Linked DNA regions of Mus musculus: region 1 is linked to region 2. A link is a contact called in public HiChIP or PLAC-seq data. All regions are on one chromosome and are shown on one strand. The core of a region is the stretch at or near the end of the contact, and the rest is flanking DNA. Distances in the headings are between cores, read along the strand shown.

Region 1 (7,134 bases), core at 4,141-6,640, 150 kb before region 2:
ATTGTATGCTATCTGATATTCTAATGCAAGTGTTTCTAGATCCTGTGCTATTCTTAGTAAGCTATAAGTTATTATGAAATTTTAGATGGGGAAATCTTGAGCATAAACCAACTACCACACAAGAGGTTTAGAATTGATAACATTTCTCTCATTAACAAGGGTACCAGGACCAGATGGCTCCACAGCTGGATTCCATCCAACTTGCACAGAACAAACAACCCCAATGTTATTAAAATTGCTGTAGCCATGGAAAGAGACAGAAAGCTCTCCCACCCAATTTAGTAATGTCCCCAACTAAGAATACCAATCTCAAAGAAGAAAGGGGAGGACAATTTCACTCGTGTGTACAGAGGAAAATTTCTCAAAGAAATATTAGAAAATAGATTCATTTTTTGGTTTTCTCTCTAAAAAAATAAACTATTACATTACAACTCTGTTATATATCAAGTCATGTATCTTTAAGAATGGTGAGTATTGTGAATCCCATCATGGAAGGAAACCAAAGTGCCTGAGAGTGAACATGAAGATGCAGGGTGTATGAGCAGAAGCATCCCACCCTGACTTCTAACCACGTGTTTCTTCCTTATACTGAACAGAATCGGTGTCTGCATAACTTTTGCAAAAGGAGAAGTGAAGGTCCCAGGGTGTTATTTTCCTAAAGCCAGACTACAAATTAAAAGAAGGTAGAACGGTGAACCTGGACCTGTGTTTCTAGTAAAGAACAAAGTAAAGAGAAAAAAAAAAGACTTTTTTTTTTTTTTTTTTTTTTTTTTTTTTTTTTTTTTTGTCACTGGACTTTGTCTTATGCAGCCACACTGACATAAGGAAAGCAAAGCATGGGTCCTGGGACAGACACCAGGACCAGGCAGATATGGACAGACAAACCATGCTACTCTAGTGTAATTTGCTTCCAAGAAGTGGAATACAATAAAGACTACACAGCAGGCTTAACATATTTGCCTATAAGCAACCCATAGGCACCTGGGTTTGTCAGTTGGCTCCAGCTCTGGCAATTAATATTACTAATATTATATCTTTTAAACCATGTTTTCTTGCTGCTTCCTTATTTCCTTGACAAGTTGAAAAGAAAGTACACTATGAAATAGCATTCAGTTAAAGAACAGCAATTTACAAACACTATAAATAAATTCAATAACTTGCTTTTTCTACTAAGAGAAGCAAGACGTGCTTGTATCAAAGCATTTTCCCCCCAGGTGCCTCACAATTCTGATTGATGATTTTTTGGGTTAGCTGTAAACTTTTATCAAATGAAGTCGTATTCATTTATCTACCATACATTAATTTATGGTCAAGATGAGTGACTTGCTTCTGTGGACTCCCACCTCCCCGCTTCTGTACAATAGAAAATATGAACTTTTCCCTTAATCCAGAGTTTGAAAGAACGTCTTTATATAAAATCAGAAAATGATTTCAACTGACATTTGTATACCTATCACACAAAATGCTCTATTTAAATAGCATGCTACAGAATTCCCTCTCAGGTGTCTTTTATGCATGAGGGAAGGAATTTTTCTAGTTTGATTTAAGTTGTTCTGATAAACACCATGACCATAAGCCATCTGAGGATGAAAAGGTTTCTTTCAGCTTGCAGGTTACACTCAATCATTGAGGGCAGCCAGGGCAGGAGCTCAAACAGGAAACTTGTGGCAGGAACTGAAGCAGAAACCATGGAAAATTATTGCTTATTGCCCTACCCCCAGCTTGTACAACTATGTCACAATAATGTAAAATAAAACAGGTACAGTTTTCTATTCTTATTACTGTGGTTAAAAAAATCCTAATCCATGTCTTACTCATATGACTAGTAATTTTAGCCCTAAGCCAAGTCTTGTAAAATGATAAGAGAAAATATTAATTGTATTTTTCTAATTTATAAAGCTTTGACCTTTATCACAGCAGGCTATAAGAGCTACCTAAGCCTTAAGAAAGCCAATGAAGCCTTCAGATAAGGAACATGAGTATCTGGGGAGGCAAGAAGGAAGGAAGGAAGGACGGAAGGAAGAAGGGAAGGAGAGAGGGAGGGAGGGAGGGAAGTATGGAAGGAGAGAAGGAAAAAAGAAACTGTAGATGAAAAGGAAGAAAGAAACTCTTTATTATTAAGATAATTTTACTGGAACATAAAATATTGCCATGGGTCTTAAGAGAGTCATCTTCAAAATATTACCACCTCCTCTTAGCAGCAAATTCTAGTCATGCATTACAAAATAGTTACTCTGTTTGAAATGGAGCCTTTTGGAAGCAGAAACTTCAGTGAGCTCTGTAATGCTTGTCACAGAATCTGAGCCCTTCCACAGTTGGTACACCGTGAGTGACTACTGACTGGGGTCACTTCTTTCTGCTACAAGGTTTTGATCTATAACAATTCAGGAGGAAGACGAGAATTATGACCTGAAAGTATGTGATTACAACCTATGCAGTCATTTGTGCCCAGCAAAGCTAGGGGATGCTAACTTAACTCTACAACACACACATTTTGGTCACTATTCAACAATATATCACTTATCCGGTTGCTGTGACAACATATCTGGACCAAATTAGCTGAAAAAACAGTTTACTTGGCTAACATTTTAAGGGTATCCTTCCTCAGAGCAGGGAAGTCATGGCAGAGCTTGAGGAAGCTAGGCACATTGCATCTATAGTCAAGAAGGAGAGAGAGATGAATGCTGTCCTCAGCTTGTTTTGTCTTTTACACTCAGTTTGAGACCTCCCCCCCACCCCACCCCCCGTGGCATGGGGCAAGTAGTACTGCCCACACTCAGGTTGGTCTCTTCACATCAAGTAACCTCATCTAGATAATTTCTCACAGACCTGCCTAGAGACTTGTTTCCATGGTGATTCCAAATCCCATCAAGCTGACAGTAAGACCATCACATACAATATTCAACATCTTTAAAAATTCTCTTATTTTAGAGATACAGAACCATACTGATTGTGTTCCTATAATGATATCTCTTAACATAAAAAAAAACATAAAAAGGTGAGACTGGAAGACAGTTCATTTATTAAGAGCACTGAGTCCTCTTTCAAAGGACAAGGGTTTGTTTTTCATTACCCATAAATATCTGTAACTCCAGTTCCAGTGTATATGATACCTTCTACTGGCTCCCAAGGGTACCAGGGACACACACACACACACACACACACACACACACACGTATATGTGTATGTGTACGTGTACATGTATATGTATTTGTATGTGTATATGTATATGTTTATATGCCACTCAGTAGCAACTCACAGTGTACCCACTGTGAAAGGGCTCTGACTCTGACAAGCAGTACAGAGCTCACTGAAGTTTCTGCTTCCAAAAGGCTCCGTTTCAAACAGAGTCACTAACTTGTAAAACATGACTGGAAATTTGCTAGGAAGAGGAGACAGACGGTGGTAAGCAGGATCCTGACTTCTACTCCCAGGTATCTGCAATTCCATGGGTGACTGTGACCTAGAAGTGTAAGCCAAGTAAGTCCTTTCCCCTTCAGGTTGATTTTGGCCAGAGTGTTTCAACACAGCAAAATAAGTTCAAACCTCAACTGTTGCTGTACCCAAGATGCACTCTAATACAAGTTCTACGTCCTCCTTCTCAGTTGATTCACAACATTATTGGGACATGGATAGAGGAAACACACACACACTCGTTCACAAATCCTTCCATACCAGCGGATGGTAGTGACCTCCCAGAGCTGGAGAGGGTAAAACTGGTGTCAAGAATAAAACTAAAAGTGATTTCCTGATACATGATGCAGTTGAAGACATGGTTGCATGTGCTATTCAGTGTATTGCTCTGCTCATGTTCAACTTGACACAACCGAGAGTCTCCTGGGAAGGAGGAATGACCCTCGGTTGGAGAACCGCCACTATCAAGTTGGCCTGTGGCCATATCTGTGAGAGATTGTCTTGATTGATGATTGATATAGGAAGGCTCAGCCCACTGTGGGCATCACTACCCCTGAGCATCAGGACCTTGACTGAGTAAGATAAGATGAACGGAACTGAAAGCACCCAGATCTAAGCACAATGCATCCTCTCTTCCTCAAGTTGATTTTAGCCAGAGTATTTCAACACAGCAAAATAAATTCAAACCTGAACTGTTGTACCCAAGACACACTATGACTCATGTTCTGTTACTACAGTCTTTGCTTCTAGACCATTTTTCTTTTCTTGCCATCCTCCTGCCTCAGCACTCAAGTCTTTGACTGCCTCAGACTTCCTGAGCCTTTGAGAGTCGTGCATAATCATGAGTTATTCAGTTATACTATACACCAGACAGTATTCTAAAACAGGGGGGGAAATGGTTACAGTTTGTCAAAAAGTTAAGACAGAGTCACACTGTGTGTAACCCAGATTTTCCTCAAAGAGAGCCTGTTAGCCTACTATGTGAGAAACACCAGGCACACCACAAGCTAAAAAAAATGTTTTTAACTTTAGAAAATCCAGAGGCCACAGATCCACAAAAAGGCCCTTAAGAAATCCAGAATGTCCACACAGCTCTCCCAGGAGCCTTGGTCTTTCACCCACCCACACTGGGCAGAGAACCACCCTGCATGTGACTCCAGATAAGAATTTTAGAATACTTTAATCAGATAGCTCGAGGCAAGGGTGGGGGGGGATTTGATAAGAAAGCAGAAAAATAGACTAAGAACCACCCACCCTGTCCTACTCACCCTACCCTGTAACCCAACAGCAGTTCTTATTCATCCTAATTTCCACCCTGAAATCCCTTACATTACCCAGATAGACACTAGATTTTAATTCAAATTAGTATGCAAAGTTAAGGAGGCATTTGGTAAACCATCCTATATGGTCTTATTTACAAGAGCAGTGTAGCTGGTATAGAGTAGGGACGCAGTTGAGGAAAAATTGGCGGAAGGTGTGAATTCACACCGACTATCCCAAGACCAAGTAAGGAATCTGGGTCCCCTAGAGACTTCAAAGTAAGGGGCCCAGCCACCAGAGGGATCCTTACTTAATAAAACCTCTGACCCACCTCCAAGGGTGCACAGGATACCTAAGATCAACCCTTCTCCACTTCCTAACCTCAGAATGTAGGTCTGATCCTCAAAAAAACGCCAAATCCCCAACCCTCTATGAGCATCGGATTGAGAATAGGGCGGTAAGCAGGTCCCAGCAGAGGCAGCCCGGCATCAGTACCGAGTCGCGGGTGGGCGGCGCGGGTGGAGCCACCCCCACGCGCGTCCCGCTGCAGATGCGCCCTAGCCAGGCAGAGTTGGCCGCGCCGCCCGAGAGGCGCAGAGTTTGCAAAGTCGCCGCGGAGCTTGAGCGGGAGCGAAGGGGGTGGGCAGAGTGGGGGTGCGCGCGAGAAAAACCCGCCTCTTGTGAGTTGAGCGGGGAAGAGGGGGGGAAAGGCTCTGAGTTCCGCTTCCTGAACGGCGGGTGGGTAGAACAGGCTGGCGCGGCCAGGGGACCGGCGGGACACACTCGCTCCGGGGCCGAGGCGCGAGCGGCACGGCCCGCGATGGCCGGGGAGCGGACCCGCAGGTTCACCCGGAGCCTGCTGAGACCGGGACAGGCGGCCGAGCTCCGGCACAGCGCCGCGTCTGCCGCCGCGGTGGCCGTCAGCAGCCGTCAGCAGCAGCGGGTGAGTGCCCTGCGTCCCTCGCGCCACGGCGGGGCTTGCCCAGGGACCCCAGACAGGCCTTGTCGCCAGCCCTGTGAGCCCCTGCACGGGAGCTAGCTTGTCCTCCACCCCGAATTCGCTCCCCCACAGAGCGACCCCGGAGTCACCTCCTCCAAGCAGTGTCACCAAAGAATTAAGGACCAGAGGCGCATTGGGGGACTTTAGGAACGCGGGACGCTTAGATGAGCAGCTGCGTGGGAGAGCGTGTGCCTACGTTTTAAGGGGGGTGGAGGAGGCGGGAATGCATCCAGTCTGGCTCAAGGTGACAGGGTGACAGGGACCTGGGGCGGCGGGTGGGGGCGGGATAAAGGGGTGGGGGGAGCTAAATGGATGGAACCTGTAGATCCACAAGTCTGCGCGCCCCTCTCCTCCCCGTGGAACCTAGAAAAGATGTAGTGAGCTAGCTCTTCAGCCAGACCAAAGCTGAAACCCCCACCTTCTATCTAGTGAGGAAAATCTGCAATTTGCACAGATCTCCCTCCCCCCACAGGCTGGAACCCAACCAGCCACTTTATACTGTTGCAGAAAGAGCTGGGGGAAACTGGGATGAAGGGGACGTGGGTTATTAAGTAGCCAGTGGCTTCTGGTGTGTTTTGAAGCGATTTCACGGGAATCTCCTTCCAGAAGGTTTCCCCTGGTTACTTCCTTGTCGAAATGCCTTCTAAGTATTGGGTGATTTCCGCGGGAAGTCCCTGAGGCAAAAGCCAGCATCAGGTGCCCAAATCATACCCGTGCATCACGAGATATTCATAAATTCCAGTAGGTGTCACACTAAGGGATGAAAGCAGCAAGCAGGGAGCGCACATCAACTGTGGTAGAAATGGGTAGCCCGTAGGGAGTAGCCTTCCAGCAAGAGTGGGGCTCAGCCACGGAGCTCTTGGCCTGACTTTGTTGGACCAGAATCCTCGTTGTGGGTTTCATTTTCCTTTTTTTTGCCAGTAAATACCATTAGGAATTAAACAACCCTATTTAAGAGTGTCAAAGTGTTGCCTTTGCCAGTCACCGAAGAGGAGGGAGCCAGATCTGGTCAGAGCCAGTTCCCACAGCCAGAAGCCTCTCTTAAAGCCAGAGGTCGGGAAGCTGAACAGAGCGGAAGCAAATTGCCTGGCAGAGGGACCAGAGCAGCAAATGCACAGAGGGTGGGGGGTGGGGGTGGGGGATGGGGAAGCCTGGAGTGTGAAAAGAACTGGTAGCCAGGCTGCCCTTTCCTTCCCTTTCCCTCACCACTGGCTGCAATATGCAGCTGCCAGAGACAATTCAACTGTTACCTAATCCCTTGACAGTGCCAGCCTGTGGTTTTGATATCTGTATGCATATTTTTAAGGAAGAACAGACAAACTGTCAAAAACGGGCCATTCTGAAAAGCGGGTGGAGCTATTACAGAATCAGACACACATAAGACAGTAATTTTACCTTGTAAAGCAGTGGTTCTCAACCTCTGAGTCTTGACCCTTTGGGGTTCAAAGGACCCCCCTTCC
Region 2 (6,546 bases), core at 1,004-3,503:
ATAAACAATGTAGAAAACAAAACAAAACAGCAACAAGCAACTTTACCACAGTTGACCTGAGAAAGAAGAATATTTCCCAATAGTATGTTTTTTGGCTAAAGATCAAATCAAGTTTCACCCATTGAACTGGACTAGAAAATGGGCAAAAAGAGAAATTCATTTTAAAGGAAGGAAGCTAAGCATGGCAGGACATACCAAACACTCAAGACATACAAGCAGGAGCTTCTTCTAATCAGGAACTCAAAATCATTTTTACCTACATGGTGTTTTCAGGGCTAGCCTTGGCTATCTGTAACCCTGTCTCAATTTAACAGAAAGAAAAACCCACCTTAGATAAACAGATATTTGTTCAGAGTTAGAATATGCCAGGTGTGATACATAACATGCAAAACTCATAACCACGTATCATAGGAAGAGTTGTTGCGTTTTACATGGGAAATGTGGGCACTGAGTTCACAGACAATAACTAAAGAGGTACTCAGATATTGCCATGATCCTTCTCAGGGCAATAGTAGAATATTTGGGATAAAACTGAGAACCTCTGTAAATTATTACTTACATTAGGTTCAAACTCAAAATATGAAATCCCAGGGCAGTCTTTATCTTCAGACTCCAAAGGTTCTTAGAGACCACCCAGTGCTCCTTCAAGTTGAAATTTGAAGGCAATAGACGGTGGTACAACCTTAATGCTATCTTTAAATGAGAGAAAAAATAATGTTTGATAATCATGCAGACTTCAGGAAAGGACAGCAGGGTGGGGCTATTGCTCTTTTAAGGTAGGGTAAGGGGTGTGTTGCCTTGGACTCCAATAAGAGAAAGAGTCATCAGTCGCTTGGAGTCGCAGACATGGTTTAAACACTGCCTGCCTCCTGCACTCAGAAGCTTTTCCTGCCCAGCTCACTTGCTTTCCTCCACAGGACCTCAGTTATGTTTCTCTCTACCAGGAGGAGGTTTCCCTGGCTCCTCACAGTACCTGCTGTTCCTCACTGTCATCCTAAGTCACACATCTAGGGGTGACCAACCTCAATCACTCTATCTGACACAATTACTTAGTCACTCCTTTCTTTTTGGTTTTCTTTTCCAAATTATTTGTATTAATTCTTTGAGAGTTTCATACAAAATATTTTTATAATATTTGAACCTTCCTCTAAATCCTCATGAATTTGCCCTCATCTCTTTACTCACCCAACTTGTTGTTCTTTTTTTGTTCAAACCCAATGAGTCCAATTTGTACTGTCTAAATACTCTTGGATGTGGTCCCATCCCCTGGAGTATGGTCAACCAACCAGTGTCACACATACATTAATTAATTAAATAATTAATTAATTAATAGCTGGCTCTCCCTTTCCCAGAAGTCACCAGTTTTCAGTAGCTGTGGTAGGGAGTAAGACTTCCTGCTTGCCTCCCAATCCATGCTCTGTTTTGTTTGGCATGAGTTCAGCCAGGTCTTGTACATGCTGTCATGGCTGCTACAAGTTCATATGTGCCCTGTTATGTCTAGAAAATACTACGATGCTCCAGTCATCCACCACCTCTGTCTCTTAAAAAACCTTCCTTACTCCTTTTCTCTAATAATTTCTGAGCCTTCACAGGAGGGAGTATAATGTAGATGTCTCATTAAGAGATGAGTATTTCAAAGCCTCTTATTCCCTGAATATTGACCAGTTGTCTGTCTCTATGCTAACTGGCATCTATTCCAAGGGGGAGCTCTCTGATGAGTGCTGAGAAATGCATTAATCTATAGGTAAAGTGATAAGTCATTAGGAGTTGGATTAATACTTAGCAGAATAATAGTAGTACGTTATCACCTAAGGCCTATGACCTATGTCACCACAAGTTATTGTCCTGAATAATGTGTCCAGTATGTGTTTCATCTTTAGAAGCAAGCCTTAAATTCTATCAAAAAAAAAGTGTTTGGTTATGCCCATAATAGTCATACCACTGTTCGGCATGTCTTGTAATACTGTTTCCACTGAATTTTGCGGTAAAGCCCTATCGCTAATACCACATTTAGAATTATAAAACATGGGGAAAAAATCAGTCCTGACATGGAAGCTTCACCCCTGTTGGCTAGCACTCACAATGCTGGACAGTGCTATGCTTGCTACCAGAAAAGAAAACTAGACATCAATATTGCCCAACTAAGAATCCTATGACTTAGAGTAATGACTGGTCTGGAAAATATATACCCGCTGGGTATGCTCCTGTCATGCGCAGAATGATGTTCTGAAATACAGAGGCATTGAGGAATAGTCAAATCCAGCTGACTAGGAAATGAATCACTTCACATCCTCATTTTTGTGGTGATAGCCCTTAAGATCACCCTCTCTCCAATTTACAAAAATATGTGTGATGACTTAACATGGAAGTTTCCTCCACTCTCTCGTTACTGCCATACCTAATCAGTTAAAAATCCCATAATGCACATGTTTCAGATAAAACATTTCAAACAATTATTTTGCTCTGCAACTTGCCATTTGAACTTGCCCCTAAAATCCAGATGACATATTAGCTCTCATTGGAGAGAGAGAGGAAAATATTGTAGTCAGAGGCTTTAATCTTGTCAATCAAACAAAACTGTGAAAGGACTGGTTCCTTGTTCAAGTGGTATAATATGCTATTACAGAAAAATGGAGTGTGGTAGGAAGTTTTTCTCAGGTCTGAAGGTAATGCTGTGTGTGAAGGCTGCTTCCTCTGCCTTCCCAGGAAGGTGACCATGACCAAAAGGAGCAGAACAAGTTAACGTCACTGTGACAATTAGCCCAGATGAGTTGGAACATCTCTGAGACTCTGCAAAGAAGAAAGATTCTATATTCTTAGTGTTTTCAGTGATGATTTGAAGACATCTTTCCTGATAAAGTCATTTCAAAGAGACATACATCCTCCAATCCTATCTCTTCGGTGTGTTTATAGCCCTTGTGCTCTTCATGTTTATCTCTGTAAAACAGCATGATTTAACAAGACTGGAGCCCCACACATCTGTTGTTAGACAAAGAGCAATAAATCCACAAGTGTTTAAGTTTGAATACTCAACTTTTCCCTATATTTTTAAAAATCTTCCAACTTGTCAGTCAATAAGCTGTGGCCAAAGAATGTAATATTACATGTTATTGGGTTTTTTTATATGAATTAATTTGGGTATGTAAATATATGTTAAATGTATCTATTAGTAGATATGTTTTAAATACCTACCAGACTTCAAAAAGAGATAACCTCCATGGGAAGGGGTAACAGGTGCATTCGTCTCTGTATGAGCAATGTAGAATCCACGGCATCAGCACCCGGTGCTTTAGCCTATCATTTCAGCCCTATTTTCTAAGACAGCCTTGATCATTGAACCTGGAGCTCACACTTTAGCTATAGTGAGTGGCGGTAGCTCCTAAGAACTTCCTATCTCTTATCCACCCAAGCCCAAGGGGATAATCTCCAAATAACACTTACTACAGCTCTTCTTCCCACTTTTACTGTTGAGAAAGACTCTTACCATATGCAAGTTCTGATCAGCGGGTCTCCAGATTTTACAAAGACCACAGACAACACAGTAGAGAAGGAAATTGGCACACTTCATCCATAACACTCAGTCTCAGGTCCTATGTTCATCACAGTAGCTTGTGGGACCCAGGGATGGAAATGGGGCTGGGGGAGCGGGTGATAGTGATAGATGTAAATGCCTTCTAATTTTTGAGAATCTGTTAAGTCATGGACAGTGCTTAACAATGAATGGGATTGTCTTCTGTGCTACCTCTTCCGGTGATGCAGGCACTGTGCTGTCCTTCAGAGGGAGAATCAAAGAGCACTTTACATCCATTAGGTAATATCCTGTGCGAATGCACAGGATGAACTTAAGTAGAAGGAGCCTTTATCCCTCTCCCTTTCTTTTCAGAACACTGTTAGCTCAGGAAGGGATCTATGATGGGATTAACAAATTCACCTCTGGTTTCCTTTTCTCATAGACTGACTCAGATTCTACATGACATGTCATCTGAAAACATTAAATGGGATGTCTGCACATGAGAGACTTTTATGCCTTAATAGGTGGCAAAGGGCTGACCATCAAAGAAAGCTTAAACTTTGAGTGGAGAGTCTGGCTTCTGCCAGCCATTCATTATGAGACAGACTTGAGTCAAGAAAACTTACTTCAAACTTATTTTATCTTCACATATAAAGCCTATGTGTGCCTTCTTGCTTCTCTGGGATGTCTGATCATGCCACAGCCAAATCGGATATTTCTGTGATGCCAAAGGGTGCACACAGCATACATTACTCTATTTGAGTGGGCTTCTGAGGAGCTACCACACGGGCATGACAGAACCTGAGAGCCAAAACATAGCCTGCCTCTGGAGAATCAAGTCCATTCATGCCTGAGGCTGCTTGTGCAATCATCCAGTGACATTGGATATGTCACATACTGGTGACCCAGAAACGCTCACAAAAGTGTCATTGCTTAGTAACCTGCTTCAGAATGCAGGGGGGGGGGCAAAACACTACGACTTATATCCATCCTCTTTGCTCTCTCATTCAATACAAAAAGATATGTACACATCTACATCAGTTTATAACTCCTCCAGATATAAGATACAATTTGCTAAACACATAAAACTCAAGAAGAATGAAGACTGAAGTGTGGACACTATGCCCCTCCTTAGAATTGGGAACAAAACACCCTTGGAAGGAGTTACAGAGACAGAGTTTGGAACTGTGATGAAAGGATGGACCATGTAGAGACTGCCATATCCAGGGATCCACCCCATAATCAGCTTCCAAATGCTGACACCATTGCATACACTAGCAAGATTTTGCTGAAAGGACCCAGATATAGCTGTCTCTTGTGAGACTATGCCGGGGCCTAGCAAACACAGAAGTGGATGCTCACAGTCAGCTAGTGGATGGATCACAGGGCTCCCAATGGAGGAGCTAGAGAAAGTATCCAAGGAGCTAAAGGGATCTGCAACCCTATAGGTGGAACAACAATATGAACTAACCAGTACCCCGGAGCTCTTAACTCTAGCTGCATATGTATCAAAAGATGGCCTAGTCGGCCATCACTGGAAAGAGAGGCCCATTGGACTTGCAAACTTTATATGCCCCAGTACAGGGGAACGCCAGGGCCAAAAAAATGGGAATGGGTGGGTAGGGAAGTGGGGGTGGGGGAGGGTATGGGGGACTTTTGGGATAGCATTGGAAATGTAATTGAGGAAAATACGTAATAAAAAAAATAACTCCTCCATTTAAAATGTGCACTTAGTAGAGATAAGATACAAGGTCCTAAAGGGAAAGTTAACACTTCCCAGAGAAAAAGAACCCCCAGATATTAAGGTTGCAAAGCTTACAAAACCTGAAACAATGTTAATGGAATCGGTGTGATCTTGGGAATGGAAGAAAACAGAAGCAAGATAATCAAATGACAAAATAGACTTTTTTTCTCTCTCTCTTTCTTCTTTTTTAAATATCAGAGCAGAACACAAGCCAGAGAAACTTCCTTCACATTCCTTTGAGGTTGACCATGAAGATGCTGATAAGGATGAAGTAAGTGGCTGTTGCAAGGGACAGGTTAAAGCATGGGGGCAATTAGTTCCTGGCTGCACTGGCTTCTTTGTAATCTCTTTCTAGTGAGCAGCAGGAGCCGGTTGTGTTGGGGCTTTTAGGCAAAATGAATCATGTTTGTTTTGACAGGGAACACGATTATTACGGATGAGTCAAGGAGGAAAAGAAGTCTCCTTTTTAAGTGCAGTGTCTAAGATCTGGGCTCCGCAAGGCTTGGCTGCCTTGCTAATGATGACTTTTGTTTCAGGATACCACATCCCACTCATCATCCAAGGGCGGTGGGGGAGCTGGAGGTACTGGTGTGTTCAAGTCTGGCTGGCTTTACAAGGGGAATTTTAACAGCACTGTGAACAATACTGTCACTGTTCGGGTAAGGACACTTCAAAACCAATCCCGGATCTTCCACCTTTCTGTATATCCCTTCTCAAGGCACAGCATGGAGAAAAGCCATTTGCATGAAATTTATGTTTTCTCTAATATTTTAATTATACAGAAGTCAGAGCCTCTGCTCTAAATGCAATGCTCTGCTGATAAAATTAATCTGAAGCCTTGTCATTTCCATGAGTAACAGTGTAACACAATTCAAACTCTCTCCTATCTTCTCTTTAGTCATTCAAAAAGCGCTACTTCCAGCTGACTCAGTTGCCTGATAACTCCTACATTATGAACTTTTACAAAGATGAAAAGATATCCAAAGAGCCCAAGGGCTGCATCTTTTTGGATTCCTGCACAGGTGTAGTACAGGTGAGTGAAAAATCATCTTCCCCATGGTGGTTATATTTTTGTTGCATGATACATGTAGTAAACACTTAGAATATATCTTGTAAGTCAAGAGCTGTTCTAGCCTCTGGGAACTTGCTGAGAAACACATAGTCTAGATCCATACTTCCACAAAAGTAAGTTTTAGTAAAGAGAAGAGAAAGAAAGAAAGAAAGAAAGAAAGAAAGAGAGAGAGAGAGAGAGAGAGAGAGAGAGAGAAAGAAAGAAAGAAAGAGAGAGAAG

Evidence for each region. HiChIP or PLAC-seq counts read pairs in DNA pulled down with a chosen protein or histone mark.
Region 1: an H3K4me3 HiChIP or PLAC-seq map of bone marrow-derived macrophages shows a contact between it and region 2, with 5 times the contacts expected there. The contact joins the promoter of Dock10 here to the enhancer-like site in region 2. A contact is called at or near these places in 3 of 39 promoter capture datasets (the C10 cell line and the HPC-7 cell line), 1 of 15 datasets of contacts at CTCF or cohesin (CD8 T cells), 1 of 484 Hi-C or Micro-C datasets (bone marrow-derived macrophages), 7 of 115 datasets of contacts at active chromatin or transcription factors (CD8 T cells, bone marrow-derived macrophages, large pre-B cells and 3 more) and 4 of 9 other capture datasets (adipose tissue, liver, macrophages and 1 more).

The regions. Positions count from the first base shown.
Region 1 is chr1:80,756,809-80,763,942 of GRCm38.p6, reverse strand. It overlaps Dock10 (dedicator of cytokinesis 10), which reads left to right and starts at 5,390. Exons shown (of 56, transcript NM_175291.4): 1 at 5,390-5,617. The coding sequence starts at 5,495.
Region 2 is chr1:80,605,533-80,612,078 of GRCm38.p6, reverse strand. It overlaps Dock10 (dedicator of cytokinesis 10), which reads left to right. Exons shown (of 56, transcript NM_175291.4): 5 at 5,454-5,526; 6 at 5,792-5,914; 7 at 6,154-6,288. Among named protein-coding and RNA genes, the nearest start is that of Dock10, 150 kb to the left of the region's middle. Within about 2 kb of position 2,253, at least 10 of the 459 cell types and tissues checked have an H3K27ac peak or open chromatin away from gene starts, as enhancers often do. A contact at or near this core is called in bone marrow-derived macrophages, where this site is marked.